2 separate regions of the Columba livia genome follow, and region 2 is linked to region 1. A link is a contact called in public Hi-C data. All regions are on one chromosome and are shown on one strand. Each heading gives the region's core, a stretch centred on a gene start, on an enhancer-like site or on the middle of the called end of the contact. The rest is flanking DNA. Distances are from core to core; before and after follow the strand shown. Region 1 overlaps TBXAS1 (thromboxane A synthase 1). Region 2 holds the start of HIPK2 (homeodomain interacting protein kinase 2).

Region 1 (6,707 bases), core at 2,644-5,143:
CAAGAGGGACGGGAAATGCTGCCTTCTTTATAGGCTCAGCACATAGACTTAATGAGAAGAATAACATCTTAGCAGTGGTTGTTGGGTTTGCTCAGTCTGGTTTATTCTCTTTTGTTGTCTTACTTTAGCAAACCTAGATAATCTTAGAGAAGGGCCTTTGTGACAAATTGCTGCACTCTGTCATTTAGTGACCTTCAGATATTTAAACATTATTAAGACCAAGCCGAGCTGACAAAAGAGCCTATATCCTTTTCATTTCCCATCAAGCTGAGCATGCTGCATCCTGTATGGAGCTCGGCATAGGCAGCACTCTCCAAATGTGAACCATGCTGCAGCTCCAGCAAGGAGGGAGCATGTTGGCACCCAGCAGAGCACCAGCTCCGTCCTTGCTGTGGTGACACCGGGGTCACCTGATTAATAGCTCCCCTTAATGAGAAAAGAAATATATTATGGAAAAACATATTCAAACATATTCGTAAAGCAAAGTTTAATGATGGGTTAAGTTTACTTCTTTATTTACACTAAAGAAATGTGTAAAATTTCAGTTCTGCTAGTCTGTCCACAATTTTGTTGTCCCTTCAAGATTTATCTTTATTTTTTACAATATCGGTATTAACTGACAAGCCTTACATTATCTGTGACTTAAAAAAATTTTTAAAAACTCACAGTATAGTTACAGTTAGTACTGTGTGATGATGAGGAACATCATTTGAATGGAACATCATATGTTGCCTGCCTCTGAGCATGCCAGTAGTATCTGCACAATCTCATGTTAAGGTTTACTGGTCCTATTAAGAGCGTTGGAGGAGAGGAAGAGACTTTCCCAAATGCACTTAGAAAGCTGCGTCAGGACTTGACCTCCTGACTGCGAGCCCCGTGGCTTCACCACACAACAGCTACTCCCCATGCTCCTCCTGCCCTTGCAATAACGTGCCTGGAATCTGACCCCGCATTTCCTGCTGTCATGTTGGTATCAGCTGGAGATAAATGAAGCCTTTTGTTAACTTGTTCCTTGCTTTGTAGGCTGCTTTTCTCTTCTGGTTTAAAGAAGAGGCAGTGGTGATGTGTCACTGAGGCAGAGCTACGTACACGCACTGACCATCAGCACGGTATTTGTAACATAGTGGCCTAAGTGTCTCTTGTGGTAGAGATGAGACAAGACTCCATTATAAGGAATACAAAAGGGATTTTTCTATTAAGTCCACAGGAAGCAGGGAGCAAGCCATCATCTTCCCTGGTTCTTCAGCTGCCAGCCTGTGTAATACCAAGGTGCAAAATCAGTGACGTGCATATGCACAAGGCAAAAAAAAGTCTTCCCACATCCTGACCTAGATAAATAAGAATTGGAATGAATTTTCTGACTTCACAGCACTGACACTTTGAATCTTCTGAGATTTAAAGATTTTTTTTTTATGTCATTTTTATACTATTTCAAATTGATGGATGTGTTACAGAAAATACACACGCATACATGTGTGCGCACATGAAGAGAGGCCAAAAGTACTAATACCGATTTCTCTTACCATGCTATAATGTGAAATGGGAAGCAAATGTGTCAGGAAAAGCAGTGGGTATGGACGTAAGTGCAAGATGCTCTGGCTCTTCTGAGCCACGTCGCAAATGCCTTGGGAGCTAAGGCAGGGAAAAACCATGAGGTTGCTCTAAGTTAGGCTGGCAGAAGGCAGGTCTATATATGCAAGAGTTGCAAAAGGGCGTCGCATCCACTTGCAGTTTTTCCCCCAACGTATTTCTTGCAAGAGGTGTAACTCAGGCAAAATACGATCCCAAGAAAGCTGCTTTCCAGAATGTTTTCCTTCGTAATTGATCCAAACCCTTTTTTGTTTGTTTGTTTGTTTGTTTGTTTGTTTGTTTGTTTTTTAAGTGCATTATAGGCATTATATCACTGGGACTACCAAGACGTTGCATGATGTCATTTAAGCTAGAGCTGCAAAGTTGAAATACCAGCAACGTGCCATTAGATTTGTGATTATCCTGCTTGTTCACTAGAAAGAATTGTAGGTTTCTTTACACACATGGAAGTCAAAGAAATAATAAGCACCCTTCATCAGTCAGATAGTCTCTATTTATACATCAGAGTAGGTGTGGGAATCGTGAAGTCCTGTTTTTTTCTGTTTTTTCTTGCTGATTTTCATTTTTTTACTTTTTAATTAAATTTCTTCATTTAGAGTCACAGCTGTCTGGCTTCAGCCATAGATAAGTGGATCTAAGTACGACAGCAGCAACCAAAATTTATCTTTCTTCTCCCTCTCTCCCCCTCACTTCCTCCCTTCCCCACCCCACTTCTAGTACCCAGAAGAAGCAACATGCTATCTATAGACTTAGCACAGTTTCCCCCCCAGTTACTTTGTCTGCACGTTTCAATTTCATTCTGTGTCAAGCTTTGCCAAGGTACCAAGTTTGGCATTCTCAAAAGGAGGTTTGGATGCTTAATGTCCGAGGCCCCTCTTGCAGTAATACCCTCTCCCCCCAAAAAACATGTGCTACAAAACTGTGGGCACTCTGAGGGGCAGCTTATGCTTGTGTCATGTTTATCCACGTGAAGTTCCCAGTCTTGTAGACTTTTTTTCTTTTTTTTAAAAAGGTCTGTGTGATTCTAGCTGTGCACTAGCAGCAGATGGCCAAAGGGCAGGCAAGGATGGCCCATGGTGCTCTGTAAATGGCATATTACCAGCATCCTGCCATTGCACTGCAAGTCTCTGGGTATTTGTTTTGTATTCTTTCAAATCACTTGACACTGAAGTCAGGTGTATAACCAGAACCTCATATTTCATTATTAAAACAAAAAGCAACCAACCTATTAAAAAAAAATGTTTCTAGTTGAAAAGGTAAGACTGAAAACATGAATCCTGGTTCATAAGCCAGAAGGCAAATTAAGTTCAAAATACTATTATTAGTCATAAACCTCATGTGTTTTCCAGCCAGTTTCTAAGTATGTTGGGGCCTTGCTCATAATGTTTGAGTGACCAGGGTTGGTAATATTCTGCATATGCCTATCTGCTCTTGTGTGTGTGTGACAGATCCTTTACAGGAAAAGTCTACAGCTGTACTTCAACTTCGTACTCTCAGAAAATCACTCCCTGCATCCAAATTATCCCATCTGTAGGTATCCATAGATCCTTGAGCCACAAATTGTGATAAAAACGGCACAGGATACTGTATTTTATCAGGTATTTTATGTGTGCAAAATTGGTAATGAACAACCTGCAGACCACTACGGCTTTTGCAATTTTCTGGCTTAAAAGTGCTCTTTTGTGCTGACTGGTTGAACAAATGTGTCATTTTGTGGGTGCCACCTTTGTGCCTCAGTGGCATCCGTGTCCTCCATGACAGGACTGGCTCAAATCTAGGTGGGTACCACTATGTTGGGGCAGGTTCTTCTGGGTCTCCACACTGCAGCCCAGAGTTTTTGTGACTACATAAAGTAGATTTGAGTTTTGAAAAAGAAGAAGAAAGGGTAGAATACTGGGTATTAAAGTAGTGTGGCTTTAAGTGAAATGACAGCACAGAAGTGAGGTGTGGGTAACTGTAAAAATAAGAATCTCCTTGGAAATATGGAGAGGTAAATGAGTGAGGTGGTCAGGCACTGAGACAGGAAAGGGTCAGGTTCAAAAAGCAAAAATATCATTGAGAAACAAGAGAGAGAGAACAGCAAATTGGTCTTCACACCAGGACTGTTGTGGGACTGTGAGTTAATAAATAAATAAAGGCCAAAGCAGCTTACTCATGAAGCAGAAGAAATCGTGAGCAATAATTTCCATTTGCCTTCCCTGTAAAGTCTTATATCATCCTAAAACATTCTAGAAATGACCTTATTCAGGTTACAAATTAATTCTGTATTTTCTCACTGCTGACCCTCTGACTTCATCCTGCAGCTTTTTGAGCTGTGGGGTTTTTTTCCCCTCTCTCCTGTTTGCTCTATGAGGGCTGGTGATTCAGTACTCATGGAGGGGGTCCCTCCCTGCAGCAGTACACAGTCCCCAAAACGGCTGCGCTTCCTGGGCCCGTCCTCAGCTGGCGCAGGTTGGTACAGCTGCTTTGACTCTGTGATTCAGGTCAGTGCTAAAGGAGACCACGAAATATGTGACCTCCTGAGTTGAATGCTGTTCTTTATAATCTCTTCTCCAATATGCATCTTTAAAGTCAGAAAGACCCAGGTGTCAGTTTCTCTTCTTGTTTTCTGTTCAACTTTTGTGGACACTGATAATTGCAGAAGAATTACAGATAAAAATATAAATTTTTGGTTTTGTTTTCTGGGATGAAGGACAGAAAGCCTCTCCTGGGAGAGTTCTAGTGGAGTTTTTCTGCTGGCCTTTTTTTGATTGGAAACTTTCCCATGACTTGGGTACAATTCGAGTGTCATTACAGAGGTCCAGTTGGCCCTCAAATAACCTACTGTGCCTATCAGCGTAATTGGGACCAAGTCATTGTGTGAAGTAAATCATAAACAGATGGACAGCCGTGCCATGCTGCTCTGCAAAGGGTAGAGGAAAGCAAAGACGCGAAACAGTGCCAGACTATGACACCATGATGGCTTCACTAAATCTAAGCGTGAACAGACCTAGGGAAATTTCTTTGCTCCCAGATGGAGAAGAGAGAGAGTAAGAGAAGAAAAGGAAAGAAAACCTTGAATAGGCATCTGCCAGGATTCGTCGCAGACGGCTTTATCTGGATATCTAGGGGGGTTTGTCTCAGGATAGTGTCACGGTAGCAGACACCCCAGCTCACAGCCAGCTCCTCTCTGAGCTTGGGGTAGTGGGTTTTGGACTGGCATCTATGTTTTTTGAAAGATCCTCTTCATGCATAGGAGGGAGAAAACACAAATGCTGCTTTAAGTGCTATCAAGTTTTTTCACATACTAATTGAAGATTGCTTTGTTGTATCCGAGGTGGTCAGCACTTTCCAGAGGGAGCAGAAGAGGAAAAGGCATGGAATAGCTTTGTTCAGAAAAGTTTTTCCCATTTTTTTCTCCATTTTTCATATTTTCAGCTGAAGTGTGAGAAGTCTCAACAGGAACAGACTTCTCCCTTGTGCCTTGCAGGAAGGACACATGATAAAATTTGGAGCTAGAAGTGGACATGGCATAAACCACATTGCCAGTCAAGAAATGAGGCAGCAAGTGGGACTGACACAGAACAGGTCTCACTTAGGAAACTTTGCCAGCGCTGTCTGGATGGGGAGAAAAGAGGGGTAGAGATCAAGAGTTGCCACACAGATGGGACATACCAGTGTTCCTCTGCTTCAAGACATTGCATAGCTCATCAGTTTTGAACCATATATTAAAACATTATTTCTCCTTTTGGCTCCGATCCTTTGCTTTGGGAAAGTAAGAAGAGAATGGTTAAGATTTTACCTATATTAAGCAAGAGGTGCAGGAGTCTGCAGCAGGGAATTGGAGTTTTGACACTAGTGAAGCTTCTTTCTGTACTTTTAGTACCATCAATTTCTCAAGGACACGCTGAGCCCTGAGTTATGATCTTGGCAGCTAAAAACAAAGCAAGCTCATTTTTAAGACATATTTCAATGCCTTGAAATGTATTTCTTTCTTTTTTGGTCATTCTAACTCTATATATTTGGAGCAGTATTTGCCTATTTACTCACAGAAGTCATACTGAAGCTGAAAAAAAATCAGGCTACTTATTAAGGCTCAAATTGGTGGGTACTTGACTCTTAAGGTGGTAAATTGTTGGCCTCAATCTTCAGCACCTCTGCTGGCCCCTTGTGTACAGGGAGGGATTATTTACCAGCAGCACCTCACACATGCATTTGGAAGATGACCAACTAATTAATGTTTGCTAAACACTTTGCAAGCCTCAGGGGAAAAGCAACTATGGGAAGGCAAAGTTTTATTATTATTGTACTGTACCTAATATACATAAAATGTTTTCAAGGCATCAGGCACTACATAAATGTTGTATGGTATTAAAATTGACCTGCCCTTGTCAGAGCAAATAATAATTAGGCTGAGTGATGGGAGAATCCTGCAGAAAAGGTCTCATGCAGCAACAGCTGAAGCCAATGACTTAAGCATGCACTGGCTCAAGCCCATATTTAAGTATCTGCAGAAGGGCGAATTACCGAAATAATTTATTTTGTGTAAAGCTCTGCTCTCCTCATAGGTTGGAGCATGCTCTCTAGGGCATATTTGCCCAAACTGCAGGCCTGGGGCTGAGTCACCTCTCAGTCCAAAAAGGCTGCCAAGCGTATGAGGCCATAGAAATGAAGAACGACCGAAGAGGACCTCACTACATAGCCAATATGATAGCCTCTGTTTGCAACATGAAAATTCATGCTGATGCCTTTTAATATAAATATAACGTGAGGAAATGAACATTTGATTAAGCTAAACACACAGGCCTTTTATATGCAAGGCCCTAATTTAAAGCACTGTCACCTCCATAGAGAAAATACCAGCTGGAGCAGGAATGATTAAATTAAATCATCTGGCTCTTATGTGATACCATGAATGTCTGCTGAGAGGCGAAAAAAAAAAAATGCCTTCTCTTTATTCCTGTAGATCTGCAGCAACCACCAAGGGACACTTCTATAGCAGGAAGGATTAAGTCTTGCACGAACTTCAGTGCTTAATGTGCTTTGGACTGGTGACATGCCCTTCGGACAGACCTACCCCAGTTTTATAATTCTCTTTCTCAGCCTGTTGGGCCTCTGGCAGTCCTTTCTCCTGTTTA
Region 2 (6,707 bases), core at 2,921-5,420, 250 kb before region 1:
CCCAGCAGAGCCGGCCTGATCCTGGTGTTAAACGGGATCTGGTCCGCAATGCATCTGGGGGCAGATTTTCAGGCTGCCCAGCCCCTGGTGTGGCAAGGGCAGCGTGCAGGCAGGTCCCCACCTGTGCCACGCTCTAGCAACAACACCGACACCCGTGGTGAGGTGCAATTTACAAATATTACCGAGATTAATTCCATGAGCCACCCACATAGAAAACTACCAACGCAGCTGCTAAAAATACACAGTGAGTTGCAACAAAGTTGTCAGGAATAAGTAAGAAGCAAAGCAAAGAGGAACAAAACCAAAACAGAGGTAATCACTGTATAGAAAATAAAGGTTATGGTGTATAAACACCTCTTTTTACCCAATTCTGAAGGATGCCAGCTACAAGACACACAGGAAATCACTGGAAAAACCTGCCCAGGGCAAAAATCTACCTGCAGCCCAGGCACTGGTAATGTCTGGCAGTAAAGCCTCTTAAAACAGGGTCTCTTCTGGCCCACAGAGCCTGGCTCTGTCCTCTTGAAGAGAAGGAAAAGTCACACGATAAACACACTGATGACAATTTTGCCCAGCAAGGGCAACATTGCCTAGAGAAGCATCCAAAGAACCAAATTCTCGCCTGCCTCAAGCCATTCAATTCCCCTAAAGCTGATACAACTGCCCCTGAGGAAGCTGCATCTCTGGCGCCCAGTGGGACAGCGGCCACTCGTTTGCCCCAACTCTGGAGCAGAGGCCATGCAGGATTACACCTGATGAGGCCCGCTTGGAAGCCAAACACATTTCACACAATCACAACTAAAATCCAGGTCAAACACTGCACAGCGGTGTTACTGCTGGTATAGTTTACTTGGTAGGTTTTTATGTCCTTCATGTTACTGTTCAGTTCTGCAACACCCGGAAATGAATGAGAAAAAGGTAGCGGAGGAGAAGATGACAGCAAAAACTCTGAATTCTTTAAAACAAATGGGAAAATTCTCCTTGCACATTGTATGTAGGGGAGGATTTCACACCAGATACTCACTTATTTATCATGCTTCACCTATTAGTATCAGGTGAGGCACTGTTCCGCTTCCCAGAACCACTATTTAAGCCAGCTGCTGACCACAAACACACACCACCCTCGCTTCCACGTCTAGAATTGTGGGTGAATTTGTGCATGTGCTCTATGTTATCACTTACTTAAATTTCTACTGGAGCAGCTTCATAAGGGCCTCCGAGGTATCACATTTCCTCCCCGGGGCACCTTTTCTGTCAAAGAGCCTATGTTCTGAAACCCGTTCGGTGCAGATACCATTTCACCTGCCCTCGCCTCCCTGGTGGCGGTGGCGGTGCGTGTGCCACCACCAAGGGCAGGAGCAGAGAAGCGGCTGCTCGCCGCAGCGCTGATCCAGCCCCTCGGCTCCTGCGCTCTCCTCGGTGGCCTGACTGTACCTGCTGCTCTAGAGGAGGGCTGGAGACCAGGCCAGTTACTGCACATAACGTGAGGCTCGTAAGGGAGGATTGCAGTCCTCGCCTCCTTCCAAGGAGGAAATCACATCCCCTGCGATAAGTAAGTTTTTATCTATGCACTGCGATATTGCAGGGAATTCTAAGGACCTCTCATGGCAACCAGGAGGCGAAAAACATTCATTAACCCCTCCTCCACCTCCCTCGAAGCCATCCAGCAGCAATTTAACCCGCAAACATGCTGCAACACAAATCAGATAAAACAACCCCTATCAGCCTTTACGCTACCCACTGGCTCCTGCGACTTGGGTTATTCACCTACTTTAAGGCTCGAGGTGTGCCGCAGAGCCTGGCCACGGACCCTTCTGTGTCGCTTGCAAGCAATCTGTTTTTACGGGTTGCTTTTCAGGGCATTTTTTCCATCCGCTCCCTCTTTCCAGTCAGGCAGAAGCTCGGGCGCCGCTGAAGTTAGGATGCTCTAGGGAACCGCTAAACTTCCACCGCACGCTTCGGTGCGGCACCACCGCCTCCTCCCCAGGAGGAAGCCGGCGCCCTGCCCGCCCTGGCTGCGGCCGAGGCCTCCTCTCCCTTCCCTTCCCTTCCCCTCCCCTCCCCTCCCCTGCCCTGCCCGGCTCCGGGGAGGCGGCTGTGCCGGCGCTCGGCGGGCGCCCGCTGCGGCGCGCCGGGAAGGGGGAGCGCGGCCGGCCTGACCGCAAGGCCCTGCGCCCTCACTCCGCCCCCGGCCGCTGCGGAGCCGCCGGGCGCCGCCGCCCGCCGAGGTGCCACCGCACCGCCGCCTGCCCGGGGGATGCGGCCCGGCGAGAAGCGAACTTCAGAGGGGAATCGCCGCATTACCCTCTCTGCCAGCGGCGCCCGCTCGGGAGGGGCCGGGCAGGCTCAGCGGCGGGGGCTGCGATGCCGGGCCAGGCCTCACCGGCCCGCCGGTGGCCCGGGGCCGCGCCGAGGGGGGACAGGCCCGGCCCGGCGGGGGGCTGCGGGCGGGGGCTGGGCAGGTACGCGCCGGGACTGCGAGACCCCGCCGCGGCCAGGGGGCGGCGGCAGCGAAACGGCGGCGGCCTCCCCCTGCTCGCCGCAGGCCCCCGCGGCCGCCGGCTAACGCTGGAGGCGCTGGGGGCTGCCCGGGCACAGGCCGGGGGGGCTGCCCGGGCCCGGGGACCGAGGCCGCTCGGCGGTGCGGCGCGACCGGCAGAGGGCGCCAGCGGCGGGCCGGCTCGGACCGGCACCCCGGGCCCGCCGCGGCCCCTCCGCTGGCACCGGCCCGCCGCCGCACAGGGCCCCGCTACCGCCGCCGCGGCCCCTCCGCGCCCCCCGGCGGCGCCGCCGCCCCCAGACTCCAGCAGCCCGGTGTCTGGCAGCGCCGAAGGCGGGGAGGGACGGCCGTCCTTCCTCCGCTGCCGAAAACGCTCCTCTTTGTCTGCCTGTCTCTCGCGGGGTCCAAACTCCGCACCGCCGGTGAGCCCGGGGCTGCCCAGAAATAACCCGGCGGGCCGGTAACTTTACACCGCCCGCCGGGCGCCCTCCGCTCGGGCGCTGCAGCCCGGGCTCGATTTTCTCCTCAGATAAGTTTTACCGTCCTCGCCATAGGGAGAAAAGTACCGTGTTCCCCTGTCCCCCCCACTCCCGCCGCCGGGCGCCCGGGTCTCCGCCGCCACGGACCGACCGGTCCCCGGCCGGGATAAAGCGACGGCCGGGTGGGCGTCCCTGCGGTTTATGCAACGCTGCCCGGCCAGCGCCGAGCCGGGAGGGCTGACGGAGGAGGGGATTTAAATGAACCCTGGTATCTTCGTTGTTTTTTAACAGCCACCCTGAAATACGCTCCGATCTAACACACGTCCCCCCCCCCCCCCTTTTTTTTTCCAACCCCAAAAAACAAAGTTGGGGCACTTGGGCTTTTCGCCGCAGCCCGGGCTGGGCTGAGGCTGAAGCCGGAGGAGCTGACAGGCGGCTGCCGGCAGCCCCGTCCCCCGCCGCCGCTGTCCGCCAGGTCTCCGCGCCCCGAAGGAGCACCCCGGCGGGGGGAACTCTTGGGAAACCGGTGAAAGGAGCGGGGTGGCCGGTCCTGGAAATGAAAACTGCAGCGAGGGGCAGGCAGGCAGGCACACACACGCACACACACGGAGGCGCAGGGCAAGCTCCGTCCACCTCATTGTTCTGCTCGGCACCGGCACGGACTTCACCCACCGCCCCCCGCCGGGGCCCGAGCGCCCGGGACCGCGGGGCGGGGGAGCGATGGGGCGAGGGGGTGTGGGGGGGGCAGAGCCGGTCGGCGACCCGCGCCTCGCCCCGCTCCCCGCCGGGCGCCGGGCAGGGCGGGGGTGCCCCGCCGCCAGCCTCCCCGCAACAACACCGGGGGCACGGCGAGCCGCGGGCGGCCGGGGACCCCCGGTGTGTCCCCGTGTCCCCCCCCCCACCGCGGCAGAGCAAGGGGTACCGGCAGGGTGGGCCGGGCTGTGCCGGGCCAGGGCTTACCTTCGTACATGGGGGCCATCGGTGCAAGGACGCCTGTTATTCATGGCAACGCCGCCACGAACGACGCGAGATCGCAGCCCCCCAAACTCAACACACATCTGCCATCTTGAGCGGGTGTCTCTCGGCGGAGGCGAAGCTGCCGCCTGCCTTCTGCATCGCTGCCCGCCTCAGCGCGGGGGGAGCCGGGCACATCCAGCCCCGCTGCCGGCCCTCCGACGCGGCCAGGGCGGGTGGACGAGCGGGCGGGGGGCGGCGGCGCCGGGCCGGGCCGGGGCCGGGGCCGGGGCGAGGCGCGGGGCCGGGCAGGGGCGGCGGGCGGCAGGGCCCCCCCGGCTCGGGACGGCGGCGCTGGGGAGGGAGGGAGGGAGGGAGGGAGGGAGGAAAGGAGAGAGGGAGGGAGGAAAGGAGGGAGGGAGGGAAAGAGGGAAGGAGGGGGGCTGGCGCGGTGCCCCCGCTCTCAGCGCGGCATGGCTGCGTGTGCCGGGGCGCCTGCAAAAGTTGCACTGGGGGTGAGAGAAAGGGAGAGAGAGACGGAGGGAGAGAGAGGGAGACGGAGACCGAGACGGAGAGGAGGGAAAAAAAAAAGGCCAAAAAAAAAAAAAAAAAGGCGTAGGGAGTTTGCAAATAATCAAGCGCCGATGGCACTGATCGCGGCTTCCCAGAAGGAGAGAGAGCGAGCGAGAGAAACCCTCTGCTGAGATTATGTGGGATCTTGTTTAACAACACATTTCAATCAGGAGAAAAAAGGAACAGTCAACAGAAGTTGGTGAAACACTTCTGTCTTCTTCTCCCCCCCCCCCCCATAGAAAAGAGAGGAAGGGAAAAAAATAAAAAAGGCTGCTGATTGAAGCTTTGCAATTCACTGGCTGTGGGGATCGTATAATTTGAGCTCATGTTTTACAATAGCATGGAAAATTCCTACCTCTCCCCCTCTCCCCAAATAAACCTTCTATTCCCTCAAGGCATTTCACAATCTGGTTCACTGACAAAAGTTCCAGTTTATTCTTTTTTTTTTTTTTTCATTTAGCTTGCTTGCAGTGTAAATATTTAGCGGATGCGTTTAAAATAAACATACGTTGTTGCTTTTAGGATTCTGGTTGTGTTTTTGTTTGCTTATTTGTTTTTTTAAAAAAGGAACCACATCAAAGAAGTGTTTACTTGCTCAGATTGACAGCCACTACTTCCTCTCCCCCCCCAATTTTTATTTTAAAAGATCCATCTCTCCATTTGAGCTCTTGCTGTAGGAGCACCAAATGCAACCAGCATCATTTTTGTCGGTGCATACGGGAAAGGTGTAGGTGAAGCCACATTGTCTGGAGCCCCCTTTGCCTGACAGCAGCTTTATGAAGGAAGGTCAGTCACCAGGTACCCATTGCACAGGTAGGGAAGCTGAGACTCACACAAAGCCTCGGGCAAAGGTGGAAATGAAACCTCGGGCTGTGATCCTGCATTAATTCCCATCTGGATTTGCCTGCCTGGAGCTCCTTGGCAGCCAGCAGTCTGGGATCAGACCAGTGAAGACGTATTCTCTTCGTGTGTGCCTGCTGTTACGGCTGGTCCCCAAAAACTCTCTCTGCTGCTGGTGCCGGCCCAGATCTCTCCCACCACAGGATTCGATCGCAGCAGGGCTCGGCGCCTGGCTGCTCCTGTTGATGTCTCAAAGAGGAAGAGGCAAGAGGTAACTTTTATTTGGGGATTTCAGTGAGAGCCAAGTGCTCCCACCAGCCTGGCTCCTGGTCTCAAGGTTCTCAGAGGATGCCTATGCTGGCAGATAAAAGTGGGCCATGGCACAACCCATGCTGACCAGCCGATGGAGCAGGATGGCTGTGTCCCCACTGGACATGAGGACGTGATCCACAGGCTCCTGTGGGCCTGCCTTGTTTGCAAGGTATTTTCAGTGTTTTGCATGTTTTTTTTTCCCCACTGAAAAAAGCCTGAAATAACAGGAGGGCTGTCTCACAGCCAATTAGCATTCTGTTTACAACATGAAGCTGAGGATACGTGTTAAATGTTTCCGGGAGTGGCAGGCAGGGCAGGTGGAGGTGGTTGAGGGCACAGTCGACCAGGACGGCACTGAAGGACTGTGTACAGCAGAGGGAGCAAAACCTGCTGCCGTCTCATCCCTGCTTCATTTTGAGCGTGATCTCAACACCAAACATCACCGAATCCTGGAAAGAAATGGAGCTGTCTCCAGCTGGGAAAGTCCAGGCTGGAGGGCAAGCAGCATGGACAACAGCAAACACAGTATTTTAACTTGCTTTTAACCACTCTTTTATTTAGCCATGAAGACCCTCAGAGTTTGGCTCTAGGCACTGAGTCGATAACCTAACATTTTCTGGTCATCGTAATTCTGCACTGCTCTCTTCTTTTATGATAGAAGGCATTATCTGCTTTCCAAGACTACTGATGCTTGTGATCCCAACATGCTTCCTTACCCTTGATCAAAACAGCAGCCATAGAGCCCCAACTCGGAGCCACAGGGGAGACATGGAGAAGTATCAGAAAAGAGCAGAGGACAAGACCGGAGTGCAGGAGCAAGCTGCTGAAGGAACTGTCTTCACTTGTTGTCACTGCATTTTGTTGCAGCGTGGCTCCAGGTTAGCTCTCCTTGGCTGTGAAACGGGGGCAGTGGTACCAACCTCTGCTGCCTGAGACTGCACTGATGGGTTCTTTCTCCCTTGCTGTTTCACCCTGAGCTATCCTGTAGCCATCAGGCCCGTGGCAGCAACATGTCCATCAAAGCTTGCATGATGCAGGAGCTTAAAATA

The links. Hi-C and Micro-C count contacts between places; a contact is called where the count stands out from the background.
Region 2: a Hi-C map of liver shows a contact between it and region 1, with 2.8 times the contacts expected there. The contact joins the promoter of HIPK2 here to the enhancer-like site in region 1. A contact is called at or near these places in 2 of 2 Hi-C or Micro-C datasets (crop and liver).

The regions. Positions count from the first base shown.
Region 1 is chr1:149,375,072-149,381,778 of bColLiv1.pat.W.v2, reverse strand. The region is part of intron 9 of TBXAS1 (thromboxane A synthase 1); the gene reads left to right. Among named protein-coding and RNA genes, the nearest start is that of SPIC, 42 kb to the right of the region's middle. Within about 2 kb of position 3,893, at least 1 of the 3 cell types and tissues checked has an H3K27ac peak away from gene starts, as active enhancers do.
Region 2 is chr1:149,626,324-149,633,030 of bColLiv1.pat.W.v2, reverse strand. HIPK2 (homeodomain interacting protein kinase 2) reads right to left here and starts at 4,170. Exons shown (of 15, transcript XM_065037994.1): 1 at 3,940-4,170. The coding sequence starts at 3,958.